2 separate regions of the Zea mays genome follow, and region 2 is linked to region 1. The links are chromatin contacts, called in public Hi-C maps. All regions are on one chromosome and are shown on one strand. The core of a region is the stretch at or near the end of the contact, and the rest is flanking DNA. Distances in the headings are between cores, read along the strand shown.

Region 1 (4,499 bases), core at 1,001-3,500:
TCTCCCTTTAAGCTTGAGGACGCCACAGCCAGACTCCAAGAGCTCCCGTGATCGTCACCGCCTCCTCCCGAAAACCCTGCTGCCCACGGCCATGGCGTGGCGCTAGAGCGTTTCTATGGGATGGATGAGACGGCAGCGGTACCATCTTATTTATACCCCGGAGCTAAATGTTCGCATGCATATCTCAGCAAGAGATTATAGCCAAAAATATTTTCGATAAGTGAGGAGAGATTGAGTTGTTACGATTCTTTCTTAGAGTTTGTTACTAGGAATACGATGACTCAGCGTGAGTCACAAAAACCATCTAGAGGATGAGAAGCCGACAGAAAGAATAAAAGAAATGAGAAAAGGGTTAAAAAATCTATGCGCTTATGCTTGCATGTCGAGTGAAATGGTCTGGCTATTTTATGGTTAGTCCAGTTTAATCCTTTCCTTTCTCTCTTTTTTTCTATTTTTAATTTCTTTACTAAAATTTAATTCCAAATTTGAACTGTGTTTTGAAGTTTAAATCTAGGTCAAGTGCACATTTGAAGACCTAGCATGATGCACAATTTATATATTAGATAATTATTATTTGCCTTAACTGGACCCACATTATTGATATGCATAAAATATAGTCACAAAATCATATAATCAAGGATCCTATTTTATTTCTAAGATTTTGGGTATTATATTTGTACGGGTGGTTGTTGAGTAGGGACAACCAATTTATTTTCATCGGCGTCTGAAACCGTCTGTAAAAATTAGACCACGCCGCATACATGGAGCTTTTTCCACTAGTGCCCGGACCTAAACTTTTAAGTGTTATTTGGTTCACATAATTGTAACGCGATGGGTACAAATAACGTTAAATCATGTTTGTTTAAGTAAAACCGTAATCAAATACCACGTTGAAAAGGATACCGACCTATTTAAATTTATTACAGCTATGCGGACAGTACACGAAGAGTGATAGCTAGCCAGCCTCATCATCTCGACGTCGCGGCCAAGCTCCAGCATCATCACTTGTGTCTATATTGCAGTTTTGTTGCTCACATATTATAATAAACCGAGTGTAAATTGATTGTTTGAGGCTATAAACGAATTCAAAAAAAAGTTGTCAACTACAAATTAAAATTGAATAACTTTTTAAGTTCTACATCTTTTATTTTGATATTTTTCAATTCGAGGTCGTTTGCAAAATTTGTATTTTAAATTTGACAAACTCAGATGCAATTTTGAGAACCCAAATAATTTTAAACGAAAAAGTTGTAAACTATAAAGTTTCATAACTTTAGAGATCTACAACTTTTATTTTTGTGGTTTTTCTATAAGAGGTCATTTGAAAAAAAAACTCACAAAATTCGATTTCAAATGATTTATACTGGTGGTTTTTCTGCAGGAACCACTAGTAAAAAATTATATTTGTATTGTTGGTGGCTACTTAAGAAAACTGCTAGTAGAAATGTATGATTTCCACTGACGGTTTTTAAAAAAATTGTCACTGAAAAGATGTTTCCACTGACAATTCTTGAGTCAGGACAACCAATTTATTTTCACTAACGTTCGAAACCGTCTGTAAAAATTAGACCCCGCAACAGACATGGAACTTTTTTTTACTAGTGACCGGACATAAACTTTTAGGTGATATTTGGTTCACGTAATTGTAACACGATGGGTAAGAAAGATAATGTTAAATCATGTTTGTTTAAATCTGATCATAGTTAAATATCATGCTCAAAACGGATATCGGTCTATTCAAACTTATTACGTTATCACTTTCGAGTCTAAATCATTATCTTTATCGTTTATGTTACGGTTTGTGAGCCAAACGACACCCTATATTGGGCAGGCAGTACACGATGAGTGATAGCCAGCCACGTCCACATCATCTCGACGTCGCGGCCTAGCTCCAGCATCGTCATCCGGTGGACCACCAATGCATGCCTGTGACTGGTGGGTGAAAGTATGTTTGTATGCCTTGATTTTACTAGCCATACAAATTCTACAAAAAGCTATCTAAATTATGGTTTTTAGAAGAGACAACAATGGTTTGCCACCACAAACAGTGCAGTGTCTCCATGCATATGTTTCACGTGACGGCCGGCCGGCATAATGATGAAAATGCAGCAAACTGAATGCAGAAAGCTGGACAACAATTCACGGGCGACGATGGAAATGCATATTGATTCAGTAATTCCTTCTCCACTTCACTTTACTTCATTCACTATATAAAGAGAGAAAGAGATCTCATCATATACACACACGACATGGAGATGAAGGACGACGCGGTAGTCCTCGCAGCAAGGCCGAGGCCTGATGCAGCAGCAGCGGTCGTCGTCGTCACCTTGCGCCGCATGAACAGCAGCGGCGACGGCAGGATGAGCTACGCCGACAACTCCGGCTTCCAGCGGGCCATCGCTTCCGTCACAAAGAATGCCAGGCAGGAACTGGCGGCGGCGCTCTACCGCGCCCGCGGCCGACCGAGCTCCATGGTCATCGCCGATCTGGGCTGCGCCACGGGGCCCAACGCGCTGCTCATGGTGTTGGACGCTGTCGAGGCCGTGCTGGCGGTGGCGGAGGAGAGCCACCCCTCGCCGCCGCCCCAGCTGCACGTCTTCCTGAACGACCTCCCCGCCAACGATTTCAACGCCGTCTTCCGACTGCTGCCATCGTCGCCGCTCGCCGCTACCGGCTGCTGCTTCGTGTCGGCGTGGCCGGGCTCCTTCTACGAGCGCGTCTTCCCGGAGGCCAGCCTGGACTACGTCGTATCCTCAAGCAGCCTGCACTTCCTGTCCATGGTTGGTAGCCATTAGCCAGCAAGCACAGCACTAGCTTACACGAGTAGCTAATTGCTGATAGGACTAGGACCATGCCATATATGATATATATATGGGACCCTATATATATATATATGTCTATGTGTGTTGTGTCGTGTCGTCTTCATGCAGGCGCCGACGATGAGGACGGAGCATCCCAACCGGGGCCGCGTCTACGTCTCGGAGTCCGGCCCCGCGGCGGTGCTTGACGCCTACCGCTCCCAGTTCCACGCCGACTTCCTCGCCTTCCTCTCCTGCCGCGCCGACGAGATGAGGCCCCGCGGCTTGCTCATCCTCACCTTCGTCGCCAGGAGAACCGCCCGCCCCACCGCGCACGACTGCTACCTCTGGGACTTCCTCGCCGACGCCCTCATGGACATGGCCGCCGATGGCCTCGTCGACGAGGAGCAGGTCCACGCCTTCAACGTGCCCTTCTACGGCCCCTGCCTCGACGACCTAGCCAAGGTCATCGCCAGGGAAGGCTCCTTCACCGTCAGAACCATGCAGCTCTTCGACATCTCGCGCCGCTGCCTCCTCCTCCAGTCGGCGTCGGACGATGACGACGACTTGCCGCAGTGGCTAGCCATGGAGACGACAAGCACCGTTAGGGCGGTCGTGGAGCCCATGCTGCGAGCGCACTTCGGCTTGGAAGCCATGGACGGACTCTTCTGCAGGTACAGCCTCCGGCTAGAGGAGTACTACCGCAGCAACACCAGCAGAAACAAGGACGACCTCACCAACGTCTTCCTCGTCTTGGAGAAGAAACTGCACTAGCGCTAGTGCGCTACTCTAGCTAGCTATGCCATGGAGATACATCTACTGCTAGTGCTAGATGCGTGCATGACTCTTCGGATAAACGTACGGAATGGGACATCCCTGGTCCCTTCCCAGTCCCCAGCTCCAGACCTCCAGTCTCCGTCGACAATCCTCATCATGCATCTGTTTTTTTTCTAGAAAGGAAAAAATATTATGTCTACCTGTTTTCCGTCTACTAGTACTAGCTTGGATCAATTATTCAATTTCTTAATTAGTACTTTGTCCTCCTATTCGTCGGTCTGATCTATAAGGGGATTGAAGGCGAATAAATACTCTCCTAATTAATTTTGACTATGAAGGATTTAAATCCTTCGAATTATCTTCTGGATTATTCTAACCGAAGAAACCTATAGCGTGCCAGCGCCCTCAATCAATTACTAGAAGTTTGAAAAATACTCCTTTCATTATCTTTTACAAGACCACAACTAAATCAAAACTTGTTTTCAGATGTACTACATAGAGTTCCTGATTAATTATCCATAAATGCTAGTTATTTTTCAAACTTATGTTCCACTCCAATGAGAATAATGGTTACTACTTTTGAACTCCGATAATGTAACAATTCTAACTATTTATTTAATTTGAGATATTATGTTTTATTGTATTTCTCTGTGCCTCGCTTTCGTGTGAGAAAATGATACTTAATCCTTGGTAAGTGGCTTCAATCAGACTAGATCCGAGAAATTGACAGTTTATTTCGATTTAAGTGTGTGTTGTTGCTCTTGAGGAAAGTTCAAGACACTTAAGCTGGAATAATCTGGGCGGTTCCGACACAGCTGGTAAGTCAATAAGACATGGTTATCAATCTTTTCAAAAAAAACTTGACCTATGCTTTTAATAAGTTGGTCAAAATTTTAGTTACCAATTTTTTCAAAAAGTAAAACT
Region 2 (4,499 bases), core at 1,130-3,629, 340 kb after region 1:
TATTGGGTCAACTAACAGTAAACCTAAGCCTAGAGGGACCCGCATGGCCCAATAAGGACCAAGATACACTCTAACAGTAAACCATCTCACATCAATTTATCTTTGAAAAATTGCAGTTACTATCACGATATAGTTCCACTAGCCAGTCAAAATGTGCTCGTGTTGCTTTTTCATGATTTCTCATACTCAAAATCTGTTCAATGCTTTTTTACTTCCAAGCTGAAACGGTACCCCTTTGTATTGTTTGAAGCGTCGTGCATGTCACATCATTTGGTATTGTATTGGGAATGTTACATTGAGGATGTGAATTAAAAAAAATCTTTTGTTATATAAACTGCAATCTTTTGTCACTCTAGCTTCAGTTCTTGCAATGAGATTGTATACTATGTGGATCCCTTTTTTGTAAAATGGACCTGGTGTTGTTTGAATTAGCTCAAGACGTGTAGAATTTGGGGCCGTTCGCTTCTTAATTTCTTATTTAAACCGCCGTTTGGGCACAGCCCAAACAGCGGCACCGGGTAAGCTCAGGCGTTCGGCTGCAGGCATCCCCCTATGCTACTATTATTCTCGCTCTCTGTTGTACGTGATGTAAATCCCGTTGCTCAGCTTCGGGTCTAGGTCTGGGAGCTTCTGCCGCCTCTCCCTTCCTGCTGCGCCATTGCCACACTTTTCTCCTGCTGTGCTGCCACCAACTTCTCCTGCAACCCTTGAGAATCGAGCTATCCCGCCAGCTTCCTCGATGGTGAGGGAAGGGCAGCTGTGCCATCTTCTCAACCATGATGTGCCTGTATTCACCTTCGTGTTGGCGTGAGGAGACCCAGTGGTGGCCCCGGTGTGGATGAGGCCACCACCACCTGAGCATCGCTTGGCCCTGTTTGCACATTGTCAATGGCCACCACTGTCAAGCCATCACTGTCTGCACATACCCCCTCGGTGAGCACTCTTACTTATTATTTCTTGCATCTTCATATTACTGTGTTGCCATACTTTGAAGTTTTGATTATACAAATAGCTGAAGCTAAGTTTTGATTATACATAGCTTCAAAGATGACTACTCGAACATAATTTTATGTATTATCAAACATGTAACTAGCTGCAGCTTACATAGTTTTTAAGGCGGTAAGGCGAGATGAGGCGAGCCACCATCACCTTACCGCCTAGGTGACGCTAAGGCGAACTAAAGTGGGCTAAGGAGAGCTCTTAGGCAAGGCGAGTCACCCTCGCCTTACTGCTTAGGCGACGCTTAAGCGTCGCCTTACGGGCGCCTTAAAAACTATGGTATACAGATACCGCATACACATACCTCCATAGATGACAACTCTAACACAATTTTTATCTACTGGATCCATACAAGCCATGGCCTATATGACCAAATGCACTCCTACAGAGCATGCTTATTTTAAGAATAGAGTTGAAATCACCAGCTTATGTACTGCCAGTTTGTTTAAGACAAAAGAATGATGTGCTTTTTAACAGTAGAATTTTGCTGTCCATGTTGTAGTTGCTTCTAAGCTGACCTCAAATTTTCTGTGAATTTACACTTTCACGAAGTATTGTTGTTTAGTTTGGCGAAAATGTACTACTATAGACTAGTATTTAATTGTGCACTGCATCATAGACTCGTGAAAAAATTGAACATTTTGATTCCATAGAACATACATATTAAAAATCTGAAACCTTGGTTTAGCTTACTCTATGGCTCAACTGACATTGATAACATTATCCATTTAATAGTTTGGTTTGTACGAACCACAAAATGTGATTCAGTCTTCGTGTTTCTTCATCCATCCATGATTCTAGTTGATTCAGTTGCCCATAATTTTTAAGTTCTTTCATCTCTTCTGAAAGCAGCTCCTCATACTGCTGCCTATTCTGGCTTTGGGTGCATTTTTCTTCTTTGCGGGACAAGATATACTGCAGGGCAATGTAACTCTTCCCACAGATTTGATATTCAGATATTTTCTTTCTAATGTTCCCCTATTGATGTTTTTTTTTCTTGGCACACTCCATACTTTGGACAAAGCTTGCAGATACTGAAGTAAGCAAAAGCAGCTCTGTATAAAACTTCTATCACATACTTAGTTGAACTCTGATCAGCCTTATTAGCTTACTCTATTGCAGAACATGATACATGGACTTCTCATCTCGAGTTACAATACCTACAGTTAATAAACCATCCTGCCCTGGATGTCGACGATGCAGTCCTGTCCGCCACCAAGAGAGCGCGGAAGAGCAGGTACCTCTCCCCTCCCTACACTGGCACAGGTGTCCAAGAAAAGAAGGTCACCGGCAGCCACAAGCAGCGAGAGGAGGATGGTCCCACCCCCCCCCCCCCCCCCCCCCCCCCCCCCCCCCTCCCATCCCATGTCTCTGGTTCAGAGGTGCTCTCCGAGACGCCGTGCTCAGGCAGGGGAGTGGATGGATACGGCGGCCCTCGGTTGCCTGGCCATGTATAGAAGGAACAGGAACAACATCTTCATCGACAACCATCCCGATTCCCATGCTGCTGTGAGCGGTGGCGATGGTGATGGCTCACAAGACGATGGTGGCATTAAGCCCCCCTCAGCTGCTGGTGTTGGCCGCAAGATGCTCAAGCAGGCCCTGACAACGGATCCTTGTCTAAGAAGAACCCCCATCCTGCTGCTGCAGGTGCCAACGCAACACATGGACATTCCAATCCTCCTGTGGCAACAACTGCAACACCCCCCACTAATAATGAGAAGAGGAAAATGCACGAGGACTATGACGACCGCTGGGCAGCACAGCTATGCCTGGAATCCTGTAGCAATTGAGCTGTACTTGGCAGAGGGAACTCCCCTGCCCTCCAGGGAGGACCTCCTCTCCAGTCTCCATATTCAGCAGGTTCAGCTTTGTGATCGACTCCGAGACCCCCATCAGCCAAGACAAGCACAAGCGCACTGGGCGCGTGGTGCCACCACCCACCAGGGCTAAGCAAAGGCCGCCTTGAGCTGCGTGGCAACCGGCGCTCCCCCTCAGGCTTTCGGTTCTAACCCAATCCATATGGATTGAGGGGGTTTCAGTCCCAGTAAGTCAAAATCCCTTTCAATCCGTATCAATCCCCTCCAATCCATATGGATTGAAAATAACCGAACAAACCCTCATGGATATTAGGAATGATCTTGGGAAGATCTTGTCCTTGGGGTCTAAAGCCACAGCGGCGCTGAGCAGGTTATGCTACTGACCTATATGTTCCTTCTAGGCTTCTAGCTGCTGATCGTCAGTCTTTTGTAACTTCTAGTTTCTCACCTCATGCATTGTGTAAATGGTAGACCTGCAAGCATCACTGCTCTATCTAGTGGTACTCTGTAACTGATTATGCTTATATGTATCATTCTGCTCTATCTAGTGGTACTCTGTAACTGATTATGCTAATACGCATCATCCTTCATCAGGGTATTGTTCCTTTGCTTCAAAATACTGTGCTGGTGTAGTTGATTAGCCAGAGCTACAATCATGGTATCCCACCCTTTAACCTGAGACAACAATAAGTTAAAAAAAAACTGGGGAGAGCATGAACTGACAGAAACAACCTGTGTACACCGCCATTGATTCTCATCCTTGGCAAACCCAGAAAAACAACACCTGAATGGAATGAAGCGAACAGCAAAATGCAAACAAAATAAAAGACAACAATTCACAACCTTTAAGCACCCTCGATCGAACAGCCATAGATAATGCTTGACATTCTCCTGTGTACAAGTAGCATTACTCTAAATACAGAAACTATCTGCTACTTATTGACATGTTGTCGTCATGCTGTTCTGACACATGTTATTCAGAAATGTATGACAAACCCCAGTATGTACCAGAAACCCCAAATCTCTCTTAGATTGCTTCCCAGTTCTTGGCTGGTCTCGGTTTTTCACTTAGACGGCCACTGGTTGTTCTTCGATCTCGCTGTGTCCAGCATCACTTGTGGTAGCACTATTAACAGGAACCTCAGTCACAGCATCCGGTGATGCACTTGAAGCACCATTCACCTGCATCTCTCCAGCTGCCCGAGAGGCATCGCTGGAGGGCTGCTTTGGAGGGACCTTTGGTTGACGTATAGCAGCAGCTGCTTCTGGCATCGCAACACCTGGAGGCTGAGGGGGCACCCAGCGGCGCTGAGGCGGCGGCGGTCTCTCCTCAATCCCAGTGTTGTAGGTCAAAGACCTAGGTTCATCTGATTGAAAATCAGGGGCCTTTCCATTCTGGTAATAGGAAGGAGCATAGCTGTCCTGGGCATCAGAGTATGATCCATCATCATTCAACTGGGAGTTGGATCCATAACCAGGCCTCTGCTGCGAATACTGCTGCATCTCCCATGGCTGCGAATTTTTTAAGGGAAAAACACAAAGACACGAAAGCCTGTTCAACTCAAAGGCATCATTGATTCCGAAACGCAACAGGCAAGGGCTTCCTCTCACCTTACCGCCAGAGGACCTATCCGCTCGTTGTGCAGCGGTGGACGTCTGCTAAAAAAGGCACACAGATAC

What was found. Hi-C and Micro-C count contacts between places; a contact is called where the count stands out from the background.
Region 2: a contact with region 1 is called in a Hi-C map of tassel, with 3 times the contacts expected there. The contact joins the promoter of LOC109940330 here to the promoter of LOC100191288 in region 1. A contact is called at or near these places in 2 of 25 Hi-C or Micro-C datasets (ear and tassel).

What each region holds. Positions count from the first base shown.
Region 1 is chr6:52,824,006-52,828,504 of Zm-B73-REFERENCE-NAM-5.0, forward strand. It overlaps LOC100191288, which reads left to right and starts at 2,251. Exons shown (of 2, transcript NM_001352045.1): 1 at 2,251-2,780; 2 at 2,931-3,893. The coding sequence starts at 2,256. The coding sequence ends at 3,572.
Region 2 is chr6:53,160,419-53,164,917 of Zm-B73-REFERENCE-NAM-5.0, forward strand. LOC109940330 reads left to right here and starts at 2,380. Exons shown (of 1, transcript XM_020539810.3): 1 at 2,380-3,421. The coding sequence starts at 2,419. The coding sequence ends at 2,952. LOC100282993 (peroxin Pex14) reads right to left here. Exons shown (of 11, transcript NM_001412255.1): 10 at 4,431-4,475; 11 at 3,542-4,331. The coding sequence ends at 3,888.